Linked DNA regions of Anser cygnoides: region 2 is linked to region 1. The links are chromatin contacts, called in public Hi-C maps. All regions are on one chromosome and are shown on one strand. The core of a region is the stretch at or near the end of the contact, and the rest is flanking DNA. Distances in the headings are between cores, read along the strand shown. Region 1 overlaps ST6GALNAC3 (ST6 N-acetylgalactosaminide alpha-2,6-sialyltransferase 3). Region 2 overlaps ST6GALNAC3 (ST6 N-acetylgalactosaminide alpha-2,6-sialyltransferase 3).

Evidence for each region. Hi-C and Micro-C count contacts between places; a contact is called where the count stands out from the background.
Region 2: a contact with region 1 is called in a Hi-C map of liver, with 6 times the contacts expected there. The contact joins two enhancer-like sites. A contact is called at or near these places in 3 of 7 Hi-C or Micro-C datasets (granulosa cells and liver).

What each region holds. Positions count from the first base shown.
Region 1 is chr8:21,901,459-21,908,987 of Taihu_goose_T2T_genome, reverse strand. All of the region lies in intron 2 of ST6GALNAC3 (ST6 N-acetylgalactosaminide alpha-2,6-sialyltransferase 3), which reads left to right. Among named protein-coding and RNA genes, the nearest start is that of ST6GALNAC5, 110 kb to the right of the region's middle. Within about 2 kb of position 2,372, at least 1 of the 3 cell types and tissues checked has open chromatin away from gene starts, as enhancers often do. A contact at or near this core is called in liver, where this site is marked.
Region 2 is chr8:21,977,939-21,985,390 of Taihu_goose_T2T_genome, reverse strand. The region is part of intron 1 of ST6GALNAC3 (ST6 N-acetylgalactosaminide alpha-2,6-sialyltransferase 3); the gene reads left to right. Among named protein-coding and RNA genes, the nearest start is that of ST6GALNAC3, 57 kb to the left of the region's middle. Within about 2 kb of position 5,675, at least 1 of the 3 cell types and tissues checked has open chromatin away from gene starts, as enhancers often do. A contact at or near this core is called in liver, where this site is marked.

The DNA of each region.
Region 1 (7,529 bases), core at 1,123-3,622:
TCAAACGAGTTCAGGAAACATCCATATATCAACAGCTGTTATACTCAACCCTGCACTCAGCGATATTTTAAAAATCCATATTTTGCACCATTGTAACTAAACTGTTTATGGGAGTCAGTGATATTTGTGGTTGTAATATAAATCCTACTATGAAAGGATGCCTGGTTTCATTTGCAGCAGAAAATGAGCTTGACATGAGCTTTGGTCTATAGGTAATAGGTTCTTGAAGGCTCTGAGAGGTACTTTCAGCAAAACGTTAATCTGGCAAATTGGTGGAAGTCCAATCCACAAATGCACCCTTTTTTGTAATATGCAGTTGATTGTAACAATTACAGATGCTATTTAATGGCACCATCCTTAAATTTTCCACTGTGATACTACCTAGAGAATTTGTTACTGATGAAATCATTATAGAGTTATAGGAGTGAAATAGGTTGCTACTGAAATTGCTCTCAAAATCTAATTGTAACTTCACTGGAATTTTTCCCATGCTGGATATTAAGTATATGCATATTTTTTTATTTTTACAGAAGTGGTGTTTTTATTTGTATGCCTAATTTTATTTCACTCTCAACTGTGTATATATTAGGTTTGGCTTCTTATTTTCAGTTGTGGTGAAAGATAACTTTAGTCCAGTTTGCCTTTCAGCTGATTTTCTTCCATTCTTATTTTACTTGTCACACGAATGAATAAAGCAGCATATTTCTTTCCTTGCAACCTGCCTAGGATTACTCAAATTAACACAAAGAAGAGCCGTATTTTATCAATACCTGAAAAGATGCAACTCCTCTCAATTTCCTTTTGAGAGCTTCTTTGGGAAGAAAATCATGCTGCATTATTTCTTGCCTACAAAGCAATTCAGATTTCTATTAATTATTTTAATCAAATCTCTTTTTGTACCCAGAAGTTTCTTGGCTTGCGATTGTCCCTCATCTTCGGTTCTGACAGTGTCTGAATAAAAAACAAGAGCAGAAATCCTCTAGCTTGGTCATAGCCCATGAAGAATGGTTGGAATCCTTGCTCCGAAGGGAGGGTTTCTGTGACTGCCCGTGTTCCCGGTGTGCAGTGCACCGTCCTTTCATGCCATCCTGTATTGTTCTAGCTCTTACTGAAGATATTATGTGATATCTCACCACTTTCAGAAAGACAGCCTGACATCCATCATTAGCTGAACCATTCTTTCTTTCTGCTCTTGATCTTACAATATAGATTTATCCTATGAAAGCTGAAAAAATGCTTGTGTCGGTTCATCAGATTCTCTCCCTGCGGTTGCAGTGCTGGGGCACAGAGGGAGTAGATGGCCACCAACTGCCACCTTTGACACCAGCCATAGACTGAATTTGTCTGCTGGGCTCAGAAGAAAATGGTGTAGAAATAGCTTTTCTTTAATTTCCCATACTCTTATGTTTCTTGCATTTTTGCTTCTCCCTGAAGCGGCAGACTGGATGAATGATTCTAACTTAATTTGATAATTATTGCTGCAAATTTCCCTTTAGGAAACTTGAAATTCACAAATCCATGTTTCTAAATACTTACAGTATATTCTGCATTTACACAAAATGTATTACTCTACATTTGTACTGATTCCTCTCATTGTGCCTAGAAGTATGCTACCCTGCCTCCTAAACACGGGAAGCTTTGCAAAGCAAGGAGGGCAATATCATCTCCATTGTTTGGAAAGCCCCGTGGATTTCTATTATTTTGCTTAACAATTGCTTCCAAAGAACCTGATAGCAGAAGCTATTTGTTAGGAGCAAATATTGTGAAGACCATTGTGCTTATGTCCTACTGTGGTGAAAATTACCATGGGATTGTTACCTTTCACCCAGGTGGTCCCCACTGATGGGCAGAAATGACCTTGATTTAATGGCTCATCTGAAGGCAGACAGCTCTAACTGTGCAACGCTGTCCCCCAAAAGCGCTGCTGCAGCATCAGCATTGGATGTGAGCCCATGTCTCAGTCAGAGCTGCGCATCTCTGACCTTCTAGCACAGAGGCAATGGTGCTGCCAGCTGTGTTATGCTGACAGGCAAAGGACTTTGTTTTGATATCCAGAAGTAAAGAAATTGAGCTAAACACACACACTGACTTCTACTGCTGGAAAAAAAAAAAAAAAAAAAGTGGCAATAAACCTCAGCCAATCTTACCTTCAGTTTCTAAATTATTTTGTTTTCCAGGTTGCTTGGAGTAATTTTGCTTCATTAACGTGGCTCTGCAGCATGATCTATTTGGATTTTCTCACAGAATGAGTTCTTTTAGCTGAATAAAAGCCTTTTGAAAAACCTGATTTATGTCACAGTCACAGCATTAAATAGAGCAATTCTGGTTCGGTGGCGAAGTTCTGGGGTCAAGGTCCATGGTCTGCATTTTCTAAGTGCCGTGCATGGATTTGCATGCACACAGCTCACATTAGCACTACGTGTGGCCCCTGTGCAGCACTTTGGGAATGTAGCCCTCAATAGAAAAGATATTTACGGCAGTGAAGCTCGTGTTGGGATATATGAACAGCTGTGCTCCAAGCAGAAAACACACATCTGAAGTAAGACAAGCATACTGAAAATTATGTCCTGGCAGTTAACATTTTTATTTGTACACACTGCTATGCAAAACTGAAAGGAAATATCACTCTTTCAGGATTAATATGTTCTGCAGAGCTAATGGGAGAACAACCTGTCTTCAGAAACGATTTTGTCTGATTTTAAATTTTTTCCCTGCAGTTCCTGTAGTGTTCATATAAAAGAAATATAATCAATAAGAAAAACTTCTGTCACTTTGCTAGCTATGTTTTACTAGCAGTGAGATGACCTCTTTATACTTTTGAGTATATTTACACAGATTTTTAAATTTTACTGTCTTAAATTACCTTTTCTAATATCCCAGCACCTTCAGGGCATGGGAACAGAGCACGTGAGAAAATCTTTCTCCATCATTCCCCTGTAGGATCCCTGCGTTTGGATTTATTATGTCTAGAGTTGACTGGTAGCTAAACCCACATTAAATTAGAAGGACTTTGCAAAATGCAGCTTAGTTCATTTTAAGTTTCACGTGTTGGTGCCGCAGGTTCTCCCTCCATGGATGCTGGGAGCTGAGGAGCCGCTCTGCGCTCGCTCCCCGCAGGGCGATGCCGGGAAGGTTGGCAGTGCAGCTCCGCTCCTCTCCATGTACGGGGAGCAAACGGGGAATGACATTTCTCTAACGAAATGGACCACGCTAATACTTTGCCTTCTCACGCTGTTTTACTTGGGGAGACCTCTGAGGCTCTTTTCCAATAGCAGTAGTGTAACAAGTGCATGCAGTTCTTTCTGAGGTTAAGAATCGATCCCATTTTGCAGCCTGGGAAAACGAGACCTTGAGGTTGCTGTTTACCTGAGACCACAAAGGAAATCGGCAGCAGGCCAGGCCAAAATTTGGACTTCCTGAGTCCGAGGCCACCGTTCTGACCTCTAGACCTTTATTTCATGGTGCCCGTGGGGCTTGTATGTCCAGCAAACAACTTGTGTTCTCTAAAGGAGGCCTGGTGAGTGAAAGGCCCAAATAGCAATTTAGAACATAGTCTTATTAAATACGTCTTATTTAGGTATTTATTAAGTACTTATTTATTCAGTAGGTATTTATTAGGTACTTATTTATTCAGCATATACTGAATTTTGGAAGATAGGTGCATGTTAGGCTCAAAAATTTGGATGCTTCCTTAATATGAATATTTTATTTTTTAATGACATGTTTGTTGATTGGGGAAAATACATTATTTTTACTAGAGCTAGTTGGAAAAATATTTTTCCTAAAACCAATCTTGAGGTTATAATGAAAGAAGAAAAATAGCATGCCTACTAAAGCTGAGGGTGGTATTCTGCTACTGCCATATTCCTGAAAATGCTGAAAATGCCTGAAATCTGTGTAGCGGACAGGAAGGTTGTGGCCCTGCCATGGGCAACAGAGGTGTCATTCTCGTGCTGTGAGCAGACTTCCTTCTTTTTTGGTATGATTATGTATCTTTGAAGCTGACATAATGCTAATAGGGCTTCAAAGTCAAGATTCAGGAATTGGGACATGCCATAACTAAAATCACCTGTCCACTTCTGATTCAGACTTCTGTGATGTATTCATGGCTGTGCATGGTGGAACAACTTCAGCCTCATTCACTGTCCGGATTTCACTGTTTCTGGTGTCAGCTGGAAATGTATAAAGAAAGTTTCTAGGACTGCTGCTTAATTTGCTGAATAAAGGCAATGTGTGAAGGAGACAGGACGTTACGGGAATGGAAGGCGAGGCTGCAAGAGTTCAGCATTAATGCTGACAGTCTCTGTTCCAGAATTTCTGTATGATTCCAAACTAATCAAGCCATGCCTTTTACTAATTGTGTGTTGTTTACTTTCTGAATGCTTAGTTTGAGACCCTTGGGTCTGATTTATGAAGCACTGATCTTTCACAGAGATAGCTCAAGTCAACGGAAATTATTTGAATATACAAATTAGCAAAGAATTTTAATTGCCTCGGATTCTGTCTGTCAGTGAATGTGCACTTCTAGATTTAATTTACAACTTTCACCTTAATTTGTCAGAACCCTTCTGCTGAAGAGGGTTAATACAATCTTCTCCTGTCTCTCCTTAGAAAGGTAGTTGAGGAGTGAGGAGCTACTAGAATTAAAGTGCTGTACACCAGCCCAGGCAGAAATTAATAAGTCTCAGAGCAGGGTGTGAATAGTGCTCAATAAATGAGGCATGGGGACACATTGAATAATAACAGGAAAACAAAGGCATTGAGTAGCAGCTCGTTATGCCAGTCACTGCAGGCAGGGGTCCAGTGGAAAAAATAGTAGGTGGTTGGGTAATTAAAGGCAGTATCATAACGTGTGCACACAAGGTTGCCCAATTAGGGCTGCACAGCAACCTTAATTCTGACACTTGCCTAAATTTTCAATGCTTGATTTTACGCATTTAATGTTCTCTAGCATATTTTTGGTGTATTTACATATAGATGCTCCCTATAGCCTCGTTCATTGCCATGCTGTTAATTAGGTAGAACTACTGAGCAGTGCAGTTAGTTGGATAAGCAGGGCTTTGCAGTGAGCCTCGCGTGGCACGCTGCAGAGCAGAAAACTTCAGGCTGTCAGAGCTCTGAAGGCCTTACATCGGTGGTGATGAATTTGTTTTCTTTGCTTAATTATTTTTAAGTTAGTGATGTTTTTAGTGCATAATCATTTCCAGTCTCTATCCTTAAACTGTTCCATTATTTCTACTTCTGCTCCTACATTTATTCTTCACGGCTTATTGATGATGGTATGGTTGAAACATCTTTTTAATGAGAATTGTGTTCCTAACGCTCTTCTCCCTGGAGTCTGAGTAGTCTTTAGCTATGGCCCTTATTTTAGAAGATAATTTTATTTCATCCGTTTCTCCTGTTGCAAAAATATTATCTGGAACCAGACGATTTTGGTTCTGAAGTGCAGCTTTCTAATTGGCATCATCTGCTTGTACGATTTGGAACTTTTCAGAATACCAGTGAAGAGTGATAACCATGAAAATGGAAAAATGGAGAGACTGGAATAAGAGAAGGATGGACAGGAAAGTAAAAAGGTTTATCCAGACTTCTGTCTTATGCATGCAAATAAATTGTTTCAATGCTTCAGTGATGCTGCTCTCCTGTGCCCTGCCCATTGGGTAAGATGGGATTGCACGCGCGTATAGTAAGTGGGCTACATGAAGTAGGATGCTGTTTTTCTGAAAAATGCCCTCAGCTGATAAGGAGTATGTTCAGCGGTTGAGCACAGGCTTTGTTCCCTGTGCTCCTCTGTGAGGAGAGATGCCTGGATGTCTGTCGTCAGAGGCTGGGTCCCCCTTCCCAACCTGTCAGAGCAATGGCTGAACGAGGGGGTGTTTGGATTGCAGGGTGCCGAACAGAGAGCCACCGTTGGTAGTGTGTGTTCCTGAAGGCACACCCTTTGCTCCAGTATGCGGCCACCTTCACAGTCTTGTACCTAAGAGTGTGCAGTCAGGTTTATTAGTAAAACCACATTTTTATATTCTTACTCATGATAAATCTATCTTCATATCAAAGGGACAGCTGGTGATGGTAGGTGATCTTCAGCATCAGTAGTAGTGTCAAAATACAAACCAAAGTGATATGTTTAAGATTAGAAAGCCCGAAAAACTCAGCCTTTTTTCATCTGCTCTCTCCACAAACTTGTAACTCAATTATTTTCCTCCCCTTTTCTAAGAATTTGCCTGAAATAAAAAGCTGTCATGATGGGGACAAGAAATCATGAATAGAGGTCTCTGCATTACATATCAAGCCTTGCAGATGTCATCTACAAAGCGCTATTTGTATTTTTTTTCCAGAACCAATATTTCTTGGACTTAGTCAGATGTGCTGTAATGAAACATTGATGCACAGGAATGAAGGGATCTTTTTTTTCTCCTATAAGGAAATGAGTTTTAGTACACTAATGGAAGAACAGAAGTGTAGTATAGTTTTTAAGTGATTGAAAATAAGCTGCAAGTGCCCTTTTACCTGCACTTAGTACTTAATATGTATTTTATTTTTCATTTGAAATTGTCTTTAGTTGCATCTTTTCCTTTTGGTTGTTTAGCATTCAGGAATGATACATTAAAAAGTCTCTAAGACCCTGAAAGCCTCTCACAAAATACCTAAAGTAGTAGTGAAAATAGATGGCTACCTCTGAAATTATATTGACTCCTTTATTGCAACTTTTATATCTGTTTTACCACATTTTTATAAAGCTTTCCATTCTTATAAAACTCTCTTATAGAAACTATATGGAAATCATTTGGCAATGAATTATGCTATAGCATAGCCTAAAATTATTATTTTATCTTACATTGTGAAGTCCTTTGGCATCTTTTTATAAGACTCAGGCTGGGAGATGTTCTGACAGTCTTGAAGTACACGTAAGTTACGGAAGCTTTGCAAATCCTTTGTTATTTTGATATACAGCAGTACTATTTTTGAGCATCATATCTGGATGTTGTGACACATTTTTCACTTTTATAGTTACTGATTTGTGGAGTCGCATATTCCTGTAACACCTTGTTCACGTGAATTAGAATTAGGAACACAGAGAAGTGTATGTAGATGATCAGGTGATAGCAAATGCAGATGGAAAGTCAAGCCGAAGGACATGCAAAGTACTAAGTACTTATCCAAAAGTTATGACATCTGCTATGCTGCATTCAGGCTTCTTCAAAAAGCTATTCTTGAAGCATCTGAATGTTTTCACCCTCGGTTGTTTAAAACTTGGCACCTCAGGTAGCTTGGTACTATCTAGTGCTGGACAGAACGTACCTCTGTGAGATCTTTTTTCTCTCTGGTACTTGCTTAGTAAAGCACTTCAGCTCATGCTTGGCACCAGATGTATTTAACAGGGGCCTCATCCAAAACCAGATAAAGACATTGATTTTTCATGTGTTTTGGAACAGGTCCCAAAGCATTTAAGCACATGTTAAATTCTATATTCACTGAATTACCTCCAATTTGTAATAGATAAAATTTTAAAGGGAGATAGTCAGTGG
Region 2 (7,452 bases), core at 4,426-6,925, 73 kb before region 1:
AGCAAAATTCTAATTGACTCCAGTGGGAGGTTTGCTGAAGTAGGAACAGCAGTGAGGAGAGGAAGAGGCATAAGGAGAGGCACGACCTCAAATATTACCCCAGGCATCATAAGGAGAAGCATTTTGTATTCCCTAGAACCGACGGGGAACCTGCCTCCCTTAGGGATGAGGATTGAGAGTGGGGATTTCTGCACATAACCAGAATCCCCTGCAATTGCAATTCCCTTTAGGAAATATTTTTGTTGAAAGCTGACTTTTCATCAAAACTATAGATTTAATGACAATGAAATAACTCATGAGCTTGTATTTGTTTTCCCAAATGGATATGAGATGATGAAATGGGGGGGAGGAAAGGAGATGAGGTAGCATTAAAATGTAGAGACAAGAAATCCAAGTGTTTAATTCAGACACATTTTACAAGAATCTTCTTCTCTTTCAAGTGTCTTCATTTAGAAAATTTCTTCCAATTTTATAAAAACAAAAACCCTTAAATATTTGATCAAGAACCAAGGTATTCAAAAGAAAAATGAAGTGGCAAATGAACAAAAACAACAACAAAGGTAATTTCCATCTCTATTAGGCTTTATTTAGGGGCCTTCTGGTTCTCATTGTCCTACTCCCACTAGCCAGAAAAAAATGTTCTTTTTCCTTGTGACCCAATAAGATATAAGAAACATCTTTTAAATGATTGTTCATCTCTATCCATTGTTCTTCTCTCTTCATTATTTGAATATTATTTTGTGCTTTTTGAACTCAAAGAAACTCTGTGCAAGTCTTTGGTTGTTACTACTAGAGACATATTCTCTAGACAGACAAGTTGGAAGGGTTCATCAGTGGCTTTATTCCTAAATGTTTTTGACAGTAACAAAAACCCTGGAGAGCAAACTGGATTGATTACTATTGACTGATAGGTTAGTCGGTTTGTTTTTTTGCAGGTAGCAAGTTACTCTGTATTCAGAGTGTAAGTAGAAATTACAGTGTTTTGGTTACCTTTATTTTTAAAGAACTGCTTTAATTTAGTAGACTTCTTGTATAATTTTTACTACTACTAAATATGAATTTGGCAGAAAAAAACACTACTGCAGGCTGATACACAATGACTGATGCGGTAAGGAGCTAAACCAAGGGAAATGCATCTGGACGTCTTGAAAGATAACAATTTCATATGTTTGACCTTCTCTTTGTAGATGTACATATATAAACTTTACATTTACATAAGTGGCTAACTAATTTGTAATGGGTTATATATGTCTTTAGTAACTTCTGTTCTACCTTCCCTACCTTGTTCTCATGCAACAGAAATGTTTTAAGAACAAAGCAAATGAAAGCTGCATTGTCCTTTTGTAGAACTTTGCCATTTATTGCCAGAGGTCCTGGCTCTTCTGCTAATGTACTACATCATTGTCAGCAAGTGATGTCTTGCTTGGTTTTATCATTTCTATGACTCTACCTTTTAAAAAAAAAAAATAAAAATCTCCTGGATTTTCCTGCTGCCTTTTGAATTTTCCTAGTTATTCTGAAGGATAATTAGGTAATCTACATATGGAACAACAAAAAAAATATTGTTTAAGTGCAGCTATTGTTTTGGTGGTAGAGGATTTAACCAGTGTGGAGATAGGCATGTCAAAGGAACAGGGCAGTTACAGATGTGTTCAGTGCAGGTTCCTCTCTATTCTTTCTGTTCTTCACATAGAGAATAGAAGTATTTCACTACCAAAGACTTTTCACTGGGTAACTTAAGAAAAGGAGGACTGGCAAGCTGCTCATTGCATAGAAGCTTGTAACTTGGTTTTAACTTGACCGCTGTGGTTCTGCTCTGTCATGAGTGCATGTCTTTAGCGTGGAGTTGTCAGGAGAGCTGACATTTATTTAGGTGCCTGGTAGTCAGGGAACATTTCATGTAACAGATGTGTTTTTGGAGATCAATTTTCTATTGGATTTTTGCATCCTGTATCTGAAAATTTAATTTATTCTATCAAGAACTGATTTAAATAAACTTTCAGACTAGGGCCAACTTTGATCTGTCAATGACTTAAAACCTAAACAGGTTTCTCTTTCTATCATATTTTTTCACAGATGTACGGTAGTTTCAAGTGCTTAAAAAAACCCACTGATTTAAATATTCTCTTACTCCTAATCTTTCTGTTGGTTCCCGTAATTCAGCAGTGCAAGGGAAATGATGAAAACTCTGCACTACTTTTCTCTCTTTTAAAGGTTGACTTCAGCACAAAGTCAGATTTTTTTTTTGCCTTTAGCCCTTAGTTGTAACTGACTTCCACTAGAGCGGTGTGTGGAGACTGTCTGAGCGAGTATTCAAAGACTTAATTGTGTGCATAGATGTCTGTAGGGCAACTTACTGCTGCAGTGCTTTTGCTGACATTTTTTTCCCTCTTAGTACTTTTGTGATCACAAAATCAAGGGTGTTCATAAGTGCGTTCTAGATGGTTCTGGGGGGTTAAAATATTTCCAGTTAAAACATATGCCCACTATAGCTCTATCCTATAGAAGGTCTTATGGCCATTCAGTCAGGAAATTCTATGTTTAAAAGCCCCTTGAAGGCTGTGACCCACTACTGAGCTGCTTGTTCAAGTGCAGAGGGCATTCTTGGTCTTCCAGGATACAGGTAAAGTATTAGCTCAACTAATAGCAAAGATGATTGGATAGTATTTTCTTAATTCCTTTTTTTTTGTTATGAAAATTTGCTTCTTGGTAACTATCTTGTGTGTGGACCCTGTAAAAGATACATATATATTAACAGAAATGCCTTTAAATGAATTTTGCTCTCCTGAAGTGCAGCCTGTTTCTAAGACCTATGCTATGTGAAAAGCATCTTTCCAGTAACGACTGTAGGGAGAACAAAGAAACAGAAGATTGAACTCTGCTTGTGACGGTCACTCCTCACAAAGGAGGACACACGTGGAATTTGTTCTCCCTGTTGTTTTTACAGCGTGGGTGCTGGTGGCTGTTCTCTTGTGCTCTGGTTGTGCACTTCTGCTGTTTGCTTTCATCTTTTGATTGCGTATCCTTCTATGTTTCTCAGAGTGGAAATTTTTGTATTCTAGATTTGTTCAGTTTAAAGAATAATTATTATATTTGCTTCATAGTAACTGTGCCATCTAATCCATATTAAGCATTGCAACTAAACATGTGGACTAGTTTCCAAGGGAACAGCATTCCCTCCCCGCCCCTGAACCCCTCGTGGAAATCTTGCTAGTGAAGTGTCTCCCTTTAATTGCACTCTGTTGTTGCCATCCTAATCCCGAACTTGGATTCCCAACAAAATTATAGCTTTTTAAATGTTTGCAATGCTGTCGTGAAGTTTACCATGCATTCCAAATGATTTAAGATACTTAAATGGTATTGGAACAAATTACTGCCTTCATTATGACAAACAACAGATGAGTACATTATACAACTTAGTTTCAGCTTCTTTAACTAAAATACTGTGATTGTTTTCCATCCAGTAGTTCTGTAATTACTCTTTCTTTATGTTCGCTGTAAGAATTAAGCTGGCCTTTTTTTTTTTTTTCCCCTCCCTTTTAATGGCACAATATAATTCTTGGCCTTTTTCAGGAGGAGGATCGATTATTTAATTTCTGTATCAACATGAGTAGAATGTTGGTCTAAGCTGGCTAAAATTTGGCAAACATGATTTGCTACCTTCTAGTACTGTGCCTTCTTAGCATCCACCTTTTTTTTTTTTCATTCTACTGAAAGTTTTCGTGTAGTACATTTAAAGAAGTTCAGCATATTTGCTAGATTGCTGATAGGATCTAAGCCTGTAACTCTGAGGAGTGTTAAACACCTAACACTTCCATCGCTAAACACCCACTTTGGCATATGGGTTAAGGAAAAGCAAACTTGATGCCTTTGTTGAATAAAGGATCAGGCAGGGTTTTAATTAACGGGTGTTGGTACGTGATTCTCCCTCTGAGGTAAACAAGGACCAGAAATGTTGTTGCAGTTTCCCACCATCCAGAAGGGTATCTGCACAAGTCCGTTCTGCACGTGTTGTTCAGCCTGCTCCCAGGTGGCAGTCGTTCCAGCTGTGCTACCTTGCTGGACGTGCCAGGTGGATGTTCAGCAGCTGGATCTGAAATGTGGGAGGTTGCGCTCTCCTAGCAGCTCTGTGTCAATAGGTACAATGACAAACATCACATTAATTTCAGACCAACTACCAATACACTAGCAAATTTTGTGTACGATACTCTTTTGTGAGAGCCAGTGAAAGCAGTGTCTAGAGAGCTTCCATGTTTTATTTTTTTTTAAAAAAAGAAGGCATAAAATTAGTGCACTGATAAAAGATGATGGTTACAAGAATTGTGATCTGTATTGGCTGCTGTGCAAGAAAAGATTTGTAAAGGAAATTTTTTTGGATACCTTCACGTTGCTGATGAAGTGTTTGGAGTAACTAATGGAGGAGAGCAGAGCATGCTTGTGCAAAGTTTCAGCATTTAGTCAGTTTTATATAAATGGGATCAGAAAACTTTATGACGACAGATATCCAATGACGTACTGCTGGTATTTTATCAGTGTTTTGCTTTTGAAGGAGCTCTCAATGTAATATGGCGCCGGCATACAGATGCAGACGCAGTGGCTGTTTGAAGCAGTTGAGTCCGGGACCCGCTGCTCCTCTCCCTCGATGCATGGGCTGGAGCCACCTTCTGAGGATGTAAGCTGGGGAGGACGTGGGGGAGATGGGGATGATATTCTCCTCAGATACTGAAGTGATCCCACATCATCAAAAGAGGATAGTTTTTGTAGAATTGCCGAGAAAATACTTAATATAAGTATTACTTATATTAAAATACTTAATATAAGCCAGTGCTATATAGACTGTAGAATATGCTGATAAATATCAGAGCTTAGCTTACAAGTCTCCAGAAGTCTGATAAAGTTAAGCATACTTTTCCAAGGACTCTTTGCCATTGCTTTGAATTATTCCTAAAGAAATTACTTAAAGGGCTTGGAGAACAGAGGTGGTAAAGAATGTAACACAGAAATAATTGATCCTTCTGGTTTATTAGGTTGTGTCCCTGTTGTGGAAGTTTTGTCAATAACAATAACACTGTGGAGATGTCTGTCTGCAGTTAGTCTGCAGCTAGATCAAACATTTCATGGAGTTCTAGCAACATGATCTCTCCTTGAAGAAGGTGATGTATTATTTAATTTGTAACTAAGTCCTGGGACATCTGGAAGCACAGCACTGTTATTTATCTTTTCGATTCCAGGCAAAAGTCCACTGGTTATGTACAACAGTAACCTGAGTCTGTCAATATTTGGCTTGCATGCAGTTGACAATGATTTTGGAATATTTTCAGTACAGAATTAAAGACATCACTTTGTAATTTGATTTGAAAGGATAGGGTGTTTGAAGGAATCCTTTCAATATAGTGTTTACTGAGTTCTTAAGCAGGCGTTTTTGTATTTTATAACATTTAAGATGTATTAATTTTCAAATACTGGTCTAGTGCATGGAAATACTTCCTCAGTAGGTACCAAAATTACACCACTGTCTTTTGTTTCTGCAGTCATAATAGAAGTCCATTTGCCTGGATATACTGTTAACTCACATACCAAGCCATCCTGCTCAGGATTGCTGTTGATAACTGTTTGGATGGTGAACAGTTAGAACAGTTAAATTGGTGTTGTGTTGGCACTCTAAATGTTGCAGCAAGCCTATGCAAAAATCTGTTGCTGCGGTGCTATGCAAGCTTTTCTGCATTAGTAACATCGTGCTAAGTAGTCTCTGATGGTTTCTTTTACTAACCTTCATACAGTGAGGTAAACCTTGAGTTTTAAGTATCTGATTGTGCTGACCTTCACTTCAAGGAGGCTTTTTATTTAAGCTTTTAGCCTTCCATCGGACAGAAACATTATCATCAATAAAAATAAAATAAACATCTAGTCTTGCATTCTCTGCTTACTTGAACAGAACTATTCATAAACATATAGCTCTTAGTTTGGCAACTATGGGCAGTCTGACTGCATTTACACCTAAAAATTTACTGCAGTGAGGGTCATTCCATTTCGAAAGAAACTACTTGGTAGATGAGTTGGCAAACAGAATGACTTTGTCGTGTTTAAAGCAGCTCTGCCAAGAATTGGATGGAAAATGCTTGTTGTCTGTTTGTACCTTTGGAAATGAGAGGCACAGAAGAGGTTTGACTTTAGTCGAATAAAATATATGAGACTGTCTTGGTCAATGAATGAGCTGACATATTCTGGGATATTATTCTTTGTAGCTTCTGCCTTTAAAATGTGACTGAAAAGGGAAGAAATTTGATGACCAGTGGCAGTCAGTGCCAAATTGTCTGATGAGGGATGCAGCCATAAAATGAGGTTACTTTTATGAGTTACTTTTATGAAAGTTCAAAACATTTTTCTTGAAATGCCAATGTGGTGTAGCCCACGTAGCATATTCAAAATATACTGTGAATAGTCCAGGACAATATTAAGGAAAGTTATCCTGTGAATTAGGAGGTCCAAGTATGGTGATGGACCTGGAATTTTATTTCTCCATCTCTTAATCATCAGAAGTTTTTTATCAAAGTGCTCCTCACTTCAGTTTGGGCTCTTGCGAATGGGCTCCACTGAGCTGTGGTTAGTGCATCACATTTGCAATGTATTGATGCTTCAAGTGGGCCTCTGGCATAATGTTTGTATGGAACTTGTAAAAGTAAAGCAAAGAAACCCGTTGAACTGCATGCAATTTAGATCTTACTTGTTGGAACTGAAGACTGGAGGTAATTATTTACATTTGTTTCAGATTAACTGTTTGCTGTCCTTCCCAAAGGGAATAATCTTTCCTTGCCTCTTCCTTTGTACAGCAATTTATTTTACTTACTCCTGCACTTTCTAAAAGGAAAGAACAGTAGGAAGGAAAGGGAAACAACCTTTGCTTTCCAAATGCTTGGGGCATGACACAGTCTGTTTTACTATGGCTGAGAAGCACTCCCTTGTTATAACTGCTCATGATCTACATCTAAAGTAATAGGAGGGACCCAGGGGGTAAGACTTCAGGGCTGTTCTGAACTGCAGAAGATGGCATGATCCAGAACTGAAAAACCTTCCTAGAAATTTCCCTGTGAAACTCCTCTGCCACTTGCAGTAAAGGAGATCTGGTTCTAGTCTTCCACTGTGTGAGGTTCTTTTTGGTTTTGTTGCTAATGAGAAGTTTAGACCCACATGGCCTCAAATTTGTGTTAGGTTCAGCGATATTTCTGTGGTCACATTGGCAAAATACTCAGGGTGAGATTAAGTTTTTAGTTGGTAGGGTTGATTTTTTATGAATTAAAACAAGGGAGGAAGGACGTCTCTGAGAAGAGGGGTAAGAACAAACACAAAAATCTCCCCATGTTCTTAGCTGTATTGTCCAATCCTGATGATTTTTGTGCCTGGAAGTGTTGCAAATTACTACCTGGCAGCACATACTAAATCTGTGTGTGGTAG